Linked DNA regions of Mus musculus: region 1 is linked to region 2. A link is a contact called in public Hi-C data. All regions are on one chromosome and are shown on one strand. The core of a region is the stretch at or near the end of the contact, and the rest is flanking DNA. Distances in the headings are between cores, read along the strand shown.

Region 1 (6,403 bases), core at 732-3,231, 3.0 Mb before region 2:
TTTCAGCTGGTCTGTATAAGCTGGGATCCTGAAGAAGTAGTTTCCAACAGATGTGCAAGCAGGCAAAGAACTAAGCCTTCCTTCTTCCAATGCCCTTATGTAGGCCTCCAGCAGAAAGTGTGGCCCAAATTAAAGGTGTGTGCCACCACAACTGGATCTGGAACTTGCTCTGTCCCAGGCTGACCTTGAACTCAATGATATGCTTGCCTCATTCTTCTGGGATTAAAGGCATATACTACCTTAACTGGGCCTAAGCTTTTCATGGCCGCTATGCCTCAAGATCTGGATCAAAAGTATGTGTCATCCCAAGTCAAGATCTGAGTCAGAAACCCGTGTCTTCTAGCCTCATGATCTGGATCACAGGTGTGCCCTCCATTTCTGAACTGTAGTTCATTCCAGAAGTTGACAACTAGGAATAGCCACCACACCTGTATAGCCTAGGCTGGCCTCACACTATGGAGGACCCCCAGCCTCTGTCTCCTAAGTGGCAGCAGCTGTGGTTACAGAAGTGTACCAGACATCAACTGTTTCTCTGACACTCACTTTGGTACAGGATTCCAACGGTGTGTGTGGCATGATGGGGAATTGCCCAGTCTTTGAGGATTTCTGTTGCATAGGACTAGACTATCCTCCAAGCCCAGCTACCACCATCTTCAGGATGCTTAAATGGGCCTGTCTGCATAAGATAGCACTCCCTGATAGCAGGACTGGATAGGGAGGTTCGTGGGACTCCCTCCTGAGCATCCCTCTCAGCCAACCAAATCCAATACTGCTGTAATGACACGTGGGCTCTGGGAACTCAAGGGGAGCAGATGCCCAGCTATCACATCCAGCCGTGAGCTTGAGCTTGTCGCCAGCCTTGCTAAGTGCAGACTTTACATTTACTTTCGGATTGCCCAAACTCCTGAAAACCCTCCTGCATGCTCCGGAAGTGACCCTAATAATGTCTCTACTATTGGGATCCTAGGAGGAGGGAGGTAGACATTGCCTTCTTTTATTATTATTATTATTACTAATAATAATAATAATTTATTTATTTGGTTCTTTTGAGACAGGGTTTCTCTGTATAGCTCTGGCTGTCCTGGAACTCACTTTTAGACCAGGCTGGCCTCGAACTCAGAAATCTGCCTGCCTCTGCTTCCTGAGTGCTGGGATTAGAGGTGTGCGCCACCACGCCCGGCTGACATTGCCTTCTTACACTTTACCCTCAGCAGCTTCTTTATGGAAGTGACATTTGTTTATTTTTATGTGGGGATTAGTGGGGGTGGGGATGGGGGTAGGGATGGTGGTGTCTTGGAACTCACTCTGAAACAGGCTGCCGAGGGTGCGCCCTCCCCGACTCCAGTCTGACACCAGGATTGATATAGCTGCAGGAGGCTTAGCCCCCTGACGTGAGTACTGGGATTCTCTGGAAGAGCAACAAGTGGAATTTTGGGCTGAGTCTAAAAGCGTCAGCTGGGGTTATACACATATTCACATTAGATATAAGATCTGTAGTATAATTGTTAAGTGGTCAGTGACCCAGGCAAGTCCTTTTGCCTCTTCGTGCCTCAGAGATAGCACTGCTAACGACGGATATACGAGTTTGGTCCACACTGTGACTGTTGCTGCAGTATTTAAAGAACTTCAGCCTGTAAGGTGTGGGAAGCACGAAGAGACAGAGACATATACTCTGTGTCCTAGGCGTCACAAGTCCTTCAACTAAATAAACCTCTCCTCCAAATATAAAAGAGAATGGTTACATCTGTTGTTTCTGCCTATTTGGAAACCTCCATTAGAGCCAAGGCGGCTCCCCAAGGTTGGCGGTGATCACGAAGAAACCGCAGACGCCCCCGGAGAGGGATCTAGAGTCCGGGGAGGCCGGCATCAACGAACGGACCCGCCAGCATGTCCCACTGTGATTGGCTCGGCTGGCCCCCGGCAACCAATCAGCATAGCGTTTGTTGAGCAGCGGCAGCAAGCTGGGTACACAAGTGACCTGAGCGAGCTGCGGGTGGGCGGCGGGGCCATGAACCTGGGGTAAGCCGGCGGGGACTCGCTGGGCTGTAACTTTCAGCCGGCGCGTGGCGGCGGGCGGGGTTCCGGGTCCAGCGCGGACCGTGGTGTTGGAGCGCCCCGGAGGGGAGATGGCGCCCCAGAGGGCGAGATGCTCGGGGAGCTACGGCTGCCCCGTACTGAGCTGGAGCATCCTCAGCTGGGGCTGGACCGAGTCTGGGGTGCGGTCTTCATCTTCAGAAGTTCATCGTTTTAGGAAAACCAGCCACCAGACCTAGACGTAACCGCGCATCCAGAAGCTGAATGTTAGGTTCTCTTCTGGGAGTTTAGAAATCAATGAGGCAGCCTGCCCCGTAAGCTTGCGGGGCGGTAGTATAGAGACTTAGCAACTTCAGATTCATTCAAGAGGTTGCCTTCTAACGTACCCATGAGCTGTTTGTAGTCCTGCAACGGGGTGGCCTCTGACAACCTATATCTCCCAGATTGTTTCCTTTTACAAACGCAGGCACTTTGATTCTCGCTACCAAAGCAACTCTGAGTTTAAAGTTGCTAGTCAACCTGCTCGCCCTTAATTTCTTGGTTTGGTATTTTCTCTTTGACGTTGTCGTCATTACTGTTCATAGACACATAACGCCCACCCCGTTCCCACCCCACCCCCGTAAGACTGTGTAATACTGTGTGTAGAATCCCATCAGAATTTTGTTGACTTTAATAGACAACGTAAGTTTTGCTGGTAGTGTTTACCGTTTCTTTATGGTGGCGCTTTTGACATGTAAAGTGTCATATTAGCCAAAGTTTATTGTTTATTTATTAAGATAGTAATAGAGTCACTAAAGCAATCGTGTAGTATATGAAATAGTCCAAGTTGTGTGGAATTCTGTATTTAAGCAGCCGTCACATTGGTGACCATTTTAGCCATCTTTCAGTCGCGTCTATTCCTCCTTGGAATCTGTCAGTCATGAAATTGTTAAAAACAAAACAAAACAAAAAACGCATAAATAGCTTATCTATGTCTTGTACCTGGCTAAGGAGTTCTGGTAGCAGCATGGGACTTTTGGTATAGAGCTGCAGGTTAAAGGATGCTGCAATAACTGGGTTGCTTTATTTCTTACCAGTAACAAAAACCAGGTTTCAGGTTAAACATGACACATGCTGGCCTCACTGAAAAGTTGTAAGAAAGTCTTTTGTATTTTTTTCCCTCTTAGGTTAAAAAAAATGTGTATGTATGAACACATATATACACATACTTTTTAAATACTTATTTTAATTTTATGTGAATGGGTATCGTGCCTGCATGTAAGTCTGTGGGCCACTTGTGCTGGTGCCCTTGGTGACCCGAGGGGCCTTTACAGACACTTGTTAACTGCAATGTTGGTTCTGCTTGCCAAGAATAGACAGTGCTCCTCACTGCTGAGCTGTCTCTCCAGCCTTGAAAACAATATTTTAAAATTTAAAGACTACTTTGAGGGAGGTTCAGGCAGGTGAATCAGGAATTCAAAGCCAGCCTGGTCAACCAGCCTGGTCTACATACATAGTGAGTTTGAGGGCAGCTTGGGCTATGTGAATTAAAAGAAACAACCAACCAAAACCCCTGCTTTGATGGTCATGTGATTCCTGTATACATTCAAAGGTATAGGTTTACTTTCAAGGTTCATATAAATATCCCTGGCTGCTATTTAGTGAAAGTTGTTAAATTAAACTTGTCAAAACAATTTTCTTTTATATTGCAGAGATGGTTTAAAGCTTGAAACTGAATTACTGGATGGAAAAACCAAGTTAATACTGTCCCCATATGGTATGCTGTGTTTTTGGACGTCGAAAATGTTTGTATGTAGACTATGTGGTAGTTTAATAGATGTTTGTTTTGCTTGTATAGTTAAATGACACTTGGAAAAAGCCTCTTTTTAATGTCTACAAATTGATATTTATCCAAGTAAAGTCAGATTGTGACAGTGATCACTATTGTCTATGTTGGTTCATAAAATATATTTCATGTGTAATGTTTTTGGTGTTACCATACCTTGTTGCCTAATAAGTAATACAGGTAGAGTTCAGATAATTCTTAAAGATTTATTTATTTATTTTATGCATGTGAGTATACTGTAGCTGTACAGATGGTTATGAGCCTTCATGTGGTTATTGGGAATTGAATTTTAGGACCTCTGCTCGCTCCAGTCAGCCCCGCTCACTCTGGTTGGTCAGTTCCACTCGCTCAGTCCCTGCTTGCTCCAGCCCAAAGTTTTATTATTATACATAAGTACACTGTAGCTGTCTTCAGACGCACCAGAAGAGGGCGGCAGATATCATTACGGGTGGTTGTGAGCCACCATGTGGTTGCTGGGATTTGAACTCAGGACCTTCTTAAGATCAGTCAGTGCTCTTACCCACTGAGCCATCTCGTCAGCCCTGAGTTCAGATAATTATGTTGTGTGAGAAAGTTAAATTTATATAGTACAACTACAGTTGCTAAAGTCTTTTTTAAAATCATTAGTTTTTAGATTCAGTACAGTTTTTTAGTCTTCTCCGTCAATTACTTGCCTGATCACCACCACCATTTGTTTATTGTCTTTCCTTGGAAAGACTATTGAAATAAAAGTGAAATGGGAGTGAATATTTGAACCACCACATTGAAAAAGTGGGAATACTCAGGTGGGACTTGCGGTTAATGCTTTTGGGATAGTAATTTTATCCTAACATCTTAATTCGTTCTTAGCATTTTCTTTTATCACTGCCTTAATATGTTTTGGGTTTTATAGTTTAGTAATTTTATTTTCTTTTGTAGAGCATAAATCAAAAGTTTCTGTGAAGGTAAGCCAAGTGATTTTGACCCTACCTGTTTTCACGTGAAAAATGCATCTTTCCATTGGTTTTACTTATTGAGTCACAGCCTCTCCGTTGGACTCCGTGCAGATAGATAGGCAAGCTAGGCTGCTTTCGCTGGAGGATTGCCTGTGTCTGCTTTTTACTTGCTAGAATTGCAGACGAACCTTTATATGTACCCAGCATTTATGTGTGCTCCGAGCATCCATACATTGGTCCTCACAGTTTCATGGCAAGCACTTTTAACTACTGGGCTGGCTCCCTAACCTGAACTTTGTCTTTATAGTGTAAGAAGTATTGATGAGCTTGGTTAAGAAAAGGCAACATACTATTAAAAAGGTGTTTTATGACATAATCTTGTTCAGTAAGCTCTTGGGAGTAATTTGGACCTTGGTTGCTTTTCTTGCTCAGTAACCTGAACATAACTGAATCTTTATAGGGAAGTCTGACACACACACACATACACACACATTCTCTCTCTCTGTGTCTCTCTCTGTCTCTCTCTCTCTGTCTCTCAGCCTGCTTTCATTATTCCTCTTTGGTAGTGTGTACAATTGGACTAAATGTACCTTAACATGGCACGATGACAGAATTTTTGGTTTTTTAGAAGACTTTTCTGCATATTATTTCTGGTACAACTGGAATGTGGCAAGACTCCAGCTGGTAGGTTTTCCCAGCAGTTGAGAAAGCTCCGCCATGGCCTAGAGCCTCAATGGCTTTATTTGTCACCTTCAGGAGAGGGGACAGTTAGAAAGAGCCACCCGTGTCTTCTAGAGAAGCGAGGCTTAGGTCTGTCTGTCTTACTGTCTGTCTGTCCTGAGGAGTTAGATGGGCGTTAGAGGTGCCAGAAAAGAGGACACTGGAGAGCAAGTCCAGTCAGTGTTGGAGACCAAGAGAGGGCTCGTGAGTGAGGTGGCTCTGTAATTAGGAGCTTAGAGATGAGAAAGGTAGTTATTAGGTAAAGAAGTTGGAAAGTATAGTCCAGGCTTGCAGGAAATATTACAAGATGCCAAGTGATGAGAAATAAGTTGACTGTTGAAATGGTGTATTTGGGGACGTTTAGGACATAAAGCTTAGGTAGAGAGTTCGAATTGATGCTCAAGGACCTTGCAAATGCTGTGACACATTATCAGGGAATCCATTAAAGACTTTATAAAAAATAAATAAAAAAGTGGATTTCACTGTATAGCTCAGGCTAGCATAGGACTCTGTTGTCCTCCCTCCTCAGCCTCCAGGGCTGGGATTACAGGTATGCACTACCAAGCTCAGCTCAGTATAGGATTTGTGATAAGGGAAGTAGCTATAATCTAATTTTTCTTTGGAAGAAAGCACAACGGGTAGCTGGGGGCATGCTTTGGAAAGTGGCAGGAAAGGAGCTGGAGCAAACGGTCAGCATGGCTGTCCGCCTGCAGCTTATCAGAAGAAAAGGAGAGACAGACAGACAGATGGAAGCGCTCGCACTCGGGACACCTAATCCTCCCTGACAGCAGGGCTCTTTTCTTAACCATGTTCTTGTATTCCTGACACCTGTCATAAAGCTAAGCACATAGAAAGAAAGGGAGTGCTTGGGATGACGGGGAGGAGAGAG
Region 2 (7,261 bases), core at 289-2,788:
TATCCCAATATACACTGGAAAACAAAATCTAACTTGCCATCCTAACTCAGTCCAGGCTGGGATTACAGGCATGTATCCATTAAAGAATAAGATACCTACTCTTGCCAGTCTGTGTTTAGGCTCATTCTTCTTTGCATAATCTAAAGAATCATAGATCATGCCAAAGCCAGTGGTCTTGCCACCACCGAAGTGGGTTCTGAATCCAAATACAAAGATGACATCTGGTGTGGTTTTGTACATTTTGGCCAGCTTTTCCCGAATTTCTGTCTTTGGTACTGTTGCCTTCCCAGGATGAAGGACATCAATGACCTATAAAGAGGTGTAAGAGTCAGTACTCCTTACAAGTTAACTACATCTTCAAAAGCAGACACAAAGACCACATTTTGACTCTGATCCTTACCATCTGTTTCCTCTGAAGCAGACGGTTGGTCATGAACTTCCTGGTCCGGATGGTTACTGTGTCATTCTGCAGGTAACACACAAGTCAGTAAGATGTTAAAAATCTCGTCTTGCCTTTGCTCTGGCCTTTCAGCAATTACTAGCAATGCAGTCTAGAAAGAGGCAGGAATTGGGGACAAGCTATAAAGGAAAGAAAAGGCAAAAAAGCCCCAAAGCAGGCGACAGCGCCTCATAAACTACCATAAAACAACTCATTTTCTCTCACGTCATCCAAACTTCACTTTAGATTATGGCTATCATTTGAAGTACTACTGATTTTGTGATCTCACATATTGATTTGAGAATCCCTGATCACCTGACACTGGACACCACCAGGACTCTCTACATGCTGCAACCAATGCCTCTAGTGCTTGGAGAGAGAAGTCTCAGTGGTTCCCAGCATCTCTCAGTGGCTACCCAGACACAGGACTTCGCCAACTTCTTCCCTAATTAGAGTAAGTACCGCAGTAGCTGGCATTCAGCGAGCTTAAACAGACACGAAAATTAGCAGAGATCAACTCAAATCGGCAGCTTGCACATGGCTGCTTGCCTTCCGAGCTCGACTCGAGGAATCGGGATTAAGTCACCTCGATAGCACCATGCACGAGTCAAAGAACAGCCCGCGCGTGGCGGAAGGCTCAGTCCTCCGCCTCAGAGAAGTGGACAAGGCCACTTTTTGGCGGTCCCCGAGGCACCCAAGTTCTGCTCCACCGCTCAGTCCGCTGGCCCAAGAGCCGGAGGCGCCTTCGTCACCTTGGCCCGCCAGCGCCCGCCTCACTCGTGCCCCTGAAGCTCCACAGGGGTTTCCATAGCCGAGGCCCGGGAGCCCAAAGCCCGGCGTGTTCCGGACGGCGGTGCCGGACAGCCGCGACTCGGCGACCCCGGGCGACCGGCCTCCGTGAGGCAGGCCGGAGCAGAGTAAGTGGGCCCCGGATGGCTGCAGCTCTAGTGGGGTCCCCGAACAGGCAGGGATGGCGCGGATAAGCGACGGATAGTGCTGAGAGCCCGAGGAGACTCACCATGATGGCTACGGCGCCGGAGCTGGAGAGGAGGAAAAGAGGACCGCTCACTGCCGACCAATCATATCAACGCGCAAGGAAGGACCCCAGCGCGGGGGCGTGGCTAAGGCCTTGGGGTAGACTACAGCAATGCCTGACCGAAAGTACTTGAAGCCACGCCTCGCTAGCCCTTAGCCACGCCCCAGACCTGGGCTCTGGCTGGCCTGAATTGGATCCACTCAAATTGATGTATGGTTACACAATCGCGTGTATATTTCCCATTCCCTTCTTTTCCGTCCTGCATTTGTATTTTGTTGTTTTCTGAAACAGGAGTTCACTATATAGCCCTGGCTGCCCTGAAACTATCGCTGTAGATCACGCTGACCTCGAATTCAAGAGAACGGCCTGCTTCTGCCTCCCAGGCACGTTGGATTTGAGAAATGTGCGCTACTTCACCCAGTAAAGTTCGCTTTCAATGTCATTTGTTTAAATCGGCGGTTCTCAGCCAAAGGGTCACGACCCTTTTGCAAGGGTTGCCCAAAACCATCAGGAAACAGATATTTACATTACAAGTCAAAATCACAGCAAATTAATTACAATTAAGTAATTACAATTAAGTAGCAACGAGAATAATTTTATTTTTTAAGTATTTATTTATTTATTTTTGGGTTTTTTGAGACAGGGTTTCTCTGTGCTGTCCTGGAACTCACTCTGTAGACCAGGCTGGCCTTGAACTCAGAAATCCGCCTGCCTTTGCCTCCCAAGTGCTGGGATTAAAGGCGTGCGCCACCACTGCCCGGCAGGAATAATTTTATAGTCAAGAGTTAACACAATATGAGGAACTGTAGTAAGAGGCCGCAGCGTTAGCAAGGCTAAGAACCACTAGTTTAAATCTTAGAGGCAGGTAGTTGGTTTAAATTGTTTCCACTAAGCAGGGCCTAAGAGGTAGAGGAAGGCAGATCTCTGAGTTTGAGGCCTACAAAGAGTTTTGGGTCAATCAGGGTTGCACAGTGAGACGCTGACTCAAGAATAAAATAAAGTGCCGGGCGGGCGTGGTGGCACATGCCTTTAATCCCAGCACTCGGGAGGCAGAGGCAGGTGGATTTCTGAGTTTGAGGCCAGCCTGGCCTACAAAGTGAGTTCCAGGACAGCCAGGACTACACAGAGAAACCCTGTCTCGAGAAACCAAAAAAAAAAAAAGAATAAAATAAAGTAAAACTTGTCTCCAAAAAAGTTCATCTTGAAGGCATTTAAGAAAGCCATTGGGGTCGGGGTGGGGTGGGGGCTTTGATCAGGGCGTAAAGTAAATAAATTAATTAATGAGAAAAAAAAGGCCTTTCAGTCAGCATCCCTGCTTTACACCAGGGAAATAGCAGAAACCTTAACTACTCACCCCTATTGCATTGACGTGACACCACGAGTTGCTAGTGACTTTTTCATAAGGTTTTTCGTGTGTGAGGCTTTAGGTTCTTTAAAACCAGACCTTCGAAGCCCATGCAAGGTCTTGAAAAATCCATTGCATTGCCAAGAATGATCCTGAATTCCTGATCTTTCTGCCTTCACCTCCCAAGTGGGGCACCACACCTAGCAGTTTATTGGATTGGAAGGGAGGATTGTGGCTCTTTTGGCTTTGAGACTTTCTGAGAGTCTTTTAAAAACTTGTGAGTTTTTAAAAGACTGGTTTTTATCCAGCCAGCCTGGATGACATGGCTGGATCCTGGCTCCAGTTAAAATTTTAAAAGAACTGAGGATGTAGGTCCACTCAGTGGCGGAACACTGTCTAATATGCAAAGGCTCTGGGTACAATCTACATTGTTCAGTATGCAATGGCTCTGAGTTCAATGCCCAGCTCTGGATGGAGAAAAAAAAAAAAAAGAAAGAAACTATCTATTTGAACCAGCTGTGGTGGCATACACCTATGAATGACCACACCAATCTGTGAAGTTAAATAAGAGGATTAGCCAAGAACTTGAGGCTATCCTGGGCTACAAAGCAAGCACCAACATACCAACTAGGGTTACATAGAGAGAACCTATCTCAAAATATATTTTGGGTTTTTTTTTGTATGTGTGTGAATCTCTGATCTGACACAAAATAAGCTTTTAATATTGCCTGAACCAGAAGTTAATGCTTTGCATAAAGTGGAGCAAACATGAATTAACAGCATTATTCCAAGGGAAATACCCGAGTACAGGGCTTAGTGTGCAGAGGAGACCAACCTGCACTTCTGCCTGCACACACACAAACACACACAAGTATGTTAAGTCCCCAAAGCAGGCCCCCAAACGGCAGTGCTGACGGCACTATTTTAAAGTGATGGTCTGGACCCCACCAGACCTTGCTAGGAAACAGACTTAAAGCATTTCTCAGAAGCCCTTAACAGCTGGCTGAAGGCTCCTGGCTGTATCTGTCAGTCTCCTCCCTGCCCAACAGAGTTCTCATGCTAACCACCGGGATTTTCTGAGCTGGCCCCACTCCAGCCATATAAGTCCCTAAAACCTAGCAAGGCTTTGCTGCTGGGAGCTGTCTTCTACTGTTCTTAGTGGTGGCCTGGCAGTTGGTTTTGTTTTGTTTTGTTTTGTTTTGTTTTTGAGACAGGGTTTCTCTGTGTAGCCCTGGCTGTCCTGGAACTCACTCTGTAGACCAGGCTGGCCTCGAACTCAGAAATCCACCTGCCTCTGCCTCCCGAGTGCTGGAATTAAAGGCGTGCGCCACCACGCCCGGCTTCTGGCAGTTTTTAATAGACCGTTCTTTCTCTCCTTGGAGAGCTGAAGGGTTGGGTGGGTTTTTGTTGCATCTATTTACAAAACACACAATTCAAAACGAACCATACATATATATTACATATGCTGTGTAAGAATAAGCGTGTTTATATGTGTTTGTATATATGTTTGTACACAAGTATGTAAATAGATATGTAAATTTACTTATTTATACCAGGTGGGATGTAACTGAGCACTGAGAGTATGGAGACAGGATGGCAAATTCAGTACCCGTCGGGACTATATATGGAGAGCCTTTCTCAGGAAACAACAACAACAACAACAACACACACACACACACACACACACACACACACGCGCGCGCCGGTCCTTGTTTGATTTTTTTTTCTATTTGATGTAACTTTTTGACCTTGAGATTTAAAAAAAAAAAAACAAAACTGCGGGGCGTGGTGGCGCATGCCTTTAATCCCAGCACTCGGGAGGCAGAGGCAGGCAGATTTCTGAGTTTGAGGCCAGCCTGGTCTACAGAGCGAGTTCCAGGACAGCCAGGGCTGCACAGAGAAACCCTGCCTTGAAAAACAAAAAAACAAAAAAACAAAAAAACAAAAAACAAAAAACAAAAAACAAAAAAAAAAAACAAACAAAAAAAGCGGTCCATCCGTCTCTTCTGCTGTTTTTTTGTTTTTGTTTTTGTTTTTGAGACAGGGTTTCTCTGTGTAGCCCTGGCTGTCCTGGAACTCGCTCTGTAGACCAGGCTGGCCTCGAGCTCAGAAATCCGCCTGCCTCTGCCTCCCAAGTGCCGGGATTAAAGGCGTGCGCCACCACGCCCGGCCTCTTCTGCTGTTTTGAGAAACCCACCTGAAAAAGCCATTTTCCCCCACTGATCTGCGCGGCCTAGGTGCATTTTCGTGAAGGAGCCGCTAGATGGCGATCTAGAAGGAGGGCTCAAAGCAGCGTCTGCCAAGCCTCTCTTCATAAAGTCCGGCGGCGGAAGAGGAAGCGGCACGTGCGGCGCTCTACGGTGGCCGGGGAGGCTGCTGCAGCTTCCTTACTCCTAAATACCTAAGCACCCCGGGAAGGTGCGGCGACAGTGGTTTTTGTAGTCGCAGCTCCGAGAAGGGCGTCCGGCCAGCCGGCACCATGGTGAAGGAGCAGTTCCGCGAGACGGATGTGGCTAAGAAAATGTAAGGACGCCCCCGAAGGGGTGGGGGTGAGGTGGAGGCTGAGGTCCCGGGTCCCAGAGTGTCCCAGGAGAGGGACAGTTGTTAAGGGAGCGAAGAAAAAAGTTCCAGGATGGGATTTCAGATCCTGGGGTGGGGGGTGGGGGATCCGTGAGGTATAGCGGGGAAAGTGCAATGGACGGAACAGTGTCAGAACGGGCATTCTGGGCGAAGATGCCACCTCCTGAATCCCTGCGCTGATTACTCTCAGCGGACCTCTTCCTCTGGCACGAGGACACAGTTGTGTGCTGACTCAAGGTTGTCAGCTAGAAAGTGGCAGGCTCAGAAACCAAGCTGCTCTTCTGGGCTCTCTGTTTCAAAGCTTAATTATTAAGCCCTGGTTGTTTGATTTTTTTTTTTTTTGGCGGGGGGGGGGGAGGCTAAGGCGGATCTTTTTGCTTCTTCAACTTACATAAGAGAATGTACTGAGGACAGTGTTGTGCACTAAAGGTCCCGCAGAATGCAGTCTTTCTGCTTGGTCTGTTGTAGAGTAGACAAATCAGCCATGATTGTGGCAAATGCAACGACCAGCAGAGAGGAGACTGAGAGCACCAAGTAATGAATAAGTCTGGGCTCGGTGCAGACCAGGCTCCTTTTAAAACACGTACTGGAGGGACAAGGTAGACTGATAGACGTGAAGCAGGGGACTTACACTATGTGAGTCTTGCAAGGCGTGTCAGACTTTTGGAGTGTTTGGCCAGGACAGAGTTTGAGGCCATGGCAGGGATCTAGACTGGCAATGATGGTGACTTGAGCTGGGTCCAGGGCTCTGAGGTGGATGTGGGGACTTTGGAGAGAAGTGAACTTAAAGGGGCATAGGGCATAAAATGGAAGAGAGAAGCAGAGACAGAGGTAAGAAAAATGAGACTGGAGGAACTCTGTGTTACTGTTCACTGGGACAGGTGTCACCTGGGTGACCTCCGACTGTTCTCAGTCCACCATCTCAGTCCTTCACACGCACCCTATTCACATGAAAGGATCCTCACACAGCAGCCCAGGGATGCAGAGCCACAAGCCAATAGTTATGCCACTCAGGCCAAGGCAGGCAGTCAGGAGTTTGAAGCTAGCCCAAGCTACAGAGCAAGACCCTTCATTTCAGATGCAAACTAGATCTCTGTCACCTGGATCTTCCAGCAGCTCTTGGTAATGCTGACACTTGATTCCCTCCTAAATCCCAAGCCCTGGCCCCTGCAGGCCTTACTGGGCTCATCTTGTACCCTTAGCTGTCTGTGCCGCTTGCCTGTGATTCTCTGGTGATGCCCAGTGCCTGTGGGCCAAGGAATCTTTACCTTCTGCTTCCTATCTTCATTCTCCTATTTGCTCTGTCTGACTTAGAATTCAGCTGGAAGATCACCTTTGCAGAGAGGTGTTCTGACCAGACCCTGGTGTCCCATCAGACTGTACCATCATCCCATGTTATTTTAATTCTCTCTATCTTTTATGAACAGTTAGTGCTCCTACCCCAACTCCAAACAGATAAAGTCTTTTATTCAAAGCAGCACAGTATCTCTAGATGAACTCTTTGTCCATGTAAGTTGTTACTTGCTTGTGTTTCTTAGAAAATGGCAAAGGGGAGGAAGCCTGCACACGTTTGATCTAGATGTAACTTTTCAGATATTCTGAGTTGGAGATGCCCATGCCCAGTCAACTAGAGGTGGCTGACGTAAAGAGATTTCGAAGACGTCTATATATACAAACAAAGGGCATCCCTGGGAGGATTGTGCAATGAAGAGGAGGAAGGGTGGCACCCAGAATGGTGGGGGGGGGGGGTGTCCAATATGCAAATGATAGCAGTGGAAGAAGATACCTCAAAAGACCCAAAAGGACTAAATGAAGACAGTAAAGGAGAGTATAGGCCGGGTGGTGGTGGAGCACGCCTTTA

What was found. Hi-C and Micro-C count contacts between places; a contact is called where the count stands out from the background.
Region 1: a contact with region 2 is called in a Hi-C map of B cells, with 5 read pairs. The contact joins the promoter of Ccdc66 here to the promoter of Rps24 in region 2. A contact is called at or near these places in 1 of 39 promoter capture datasets (pre-B cells) and 1 of 484 Hi-C or Micro-C datasets (B cells).

Annotation. Positions count from the first base shown.
Region 1 is chr14:27,504,038-27,510,440 of GRCm38.p6, reverse strand. It overlaps Ccdc66 (coiled-coil domain containing 66), which reads left to right and starts at 1,981. Exons shown (of 18, transcript NM_177111.3): 1 at 1,981-2,019; 2 at 3,726-3,790; 3 at 4,778-4,803. The coding sequence starts at 2,009.
Region 2 is chr14:24,484,955-24,492,215 of GRCm38.p6, reverse strand. It overlaps Rps24 (ribosomal protein S24), which reads right to left and starts at 1,538. Exons shown (of 6, transcript NM_011297.3): 1 at 1,458-1,538; 2 at 401-466; 3 at 100-309. The coding sequence starts at 1,460. It overlaps Polr3a (polymerase (RNA) III (DNA directed) polypeptide A), which reads left to right and starts at 5,158. Exons shown (of 31, transcript NM_001081247.2): 1 at 5,158-5,343. The coding sequence starts at 5,300.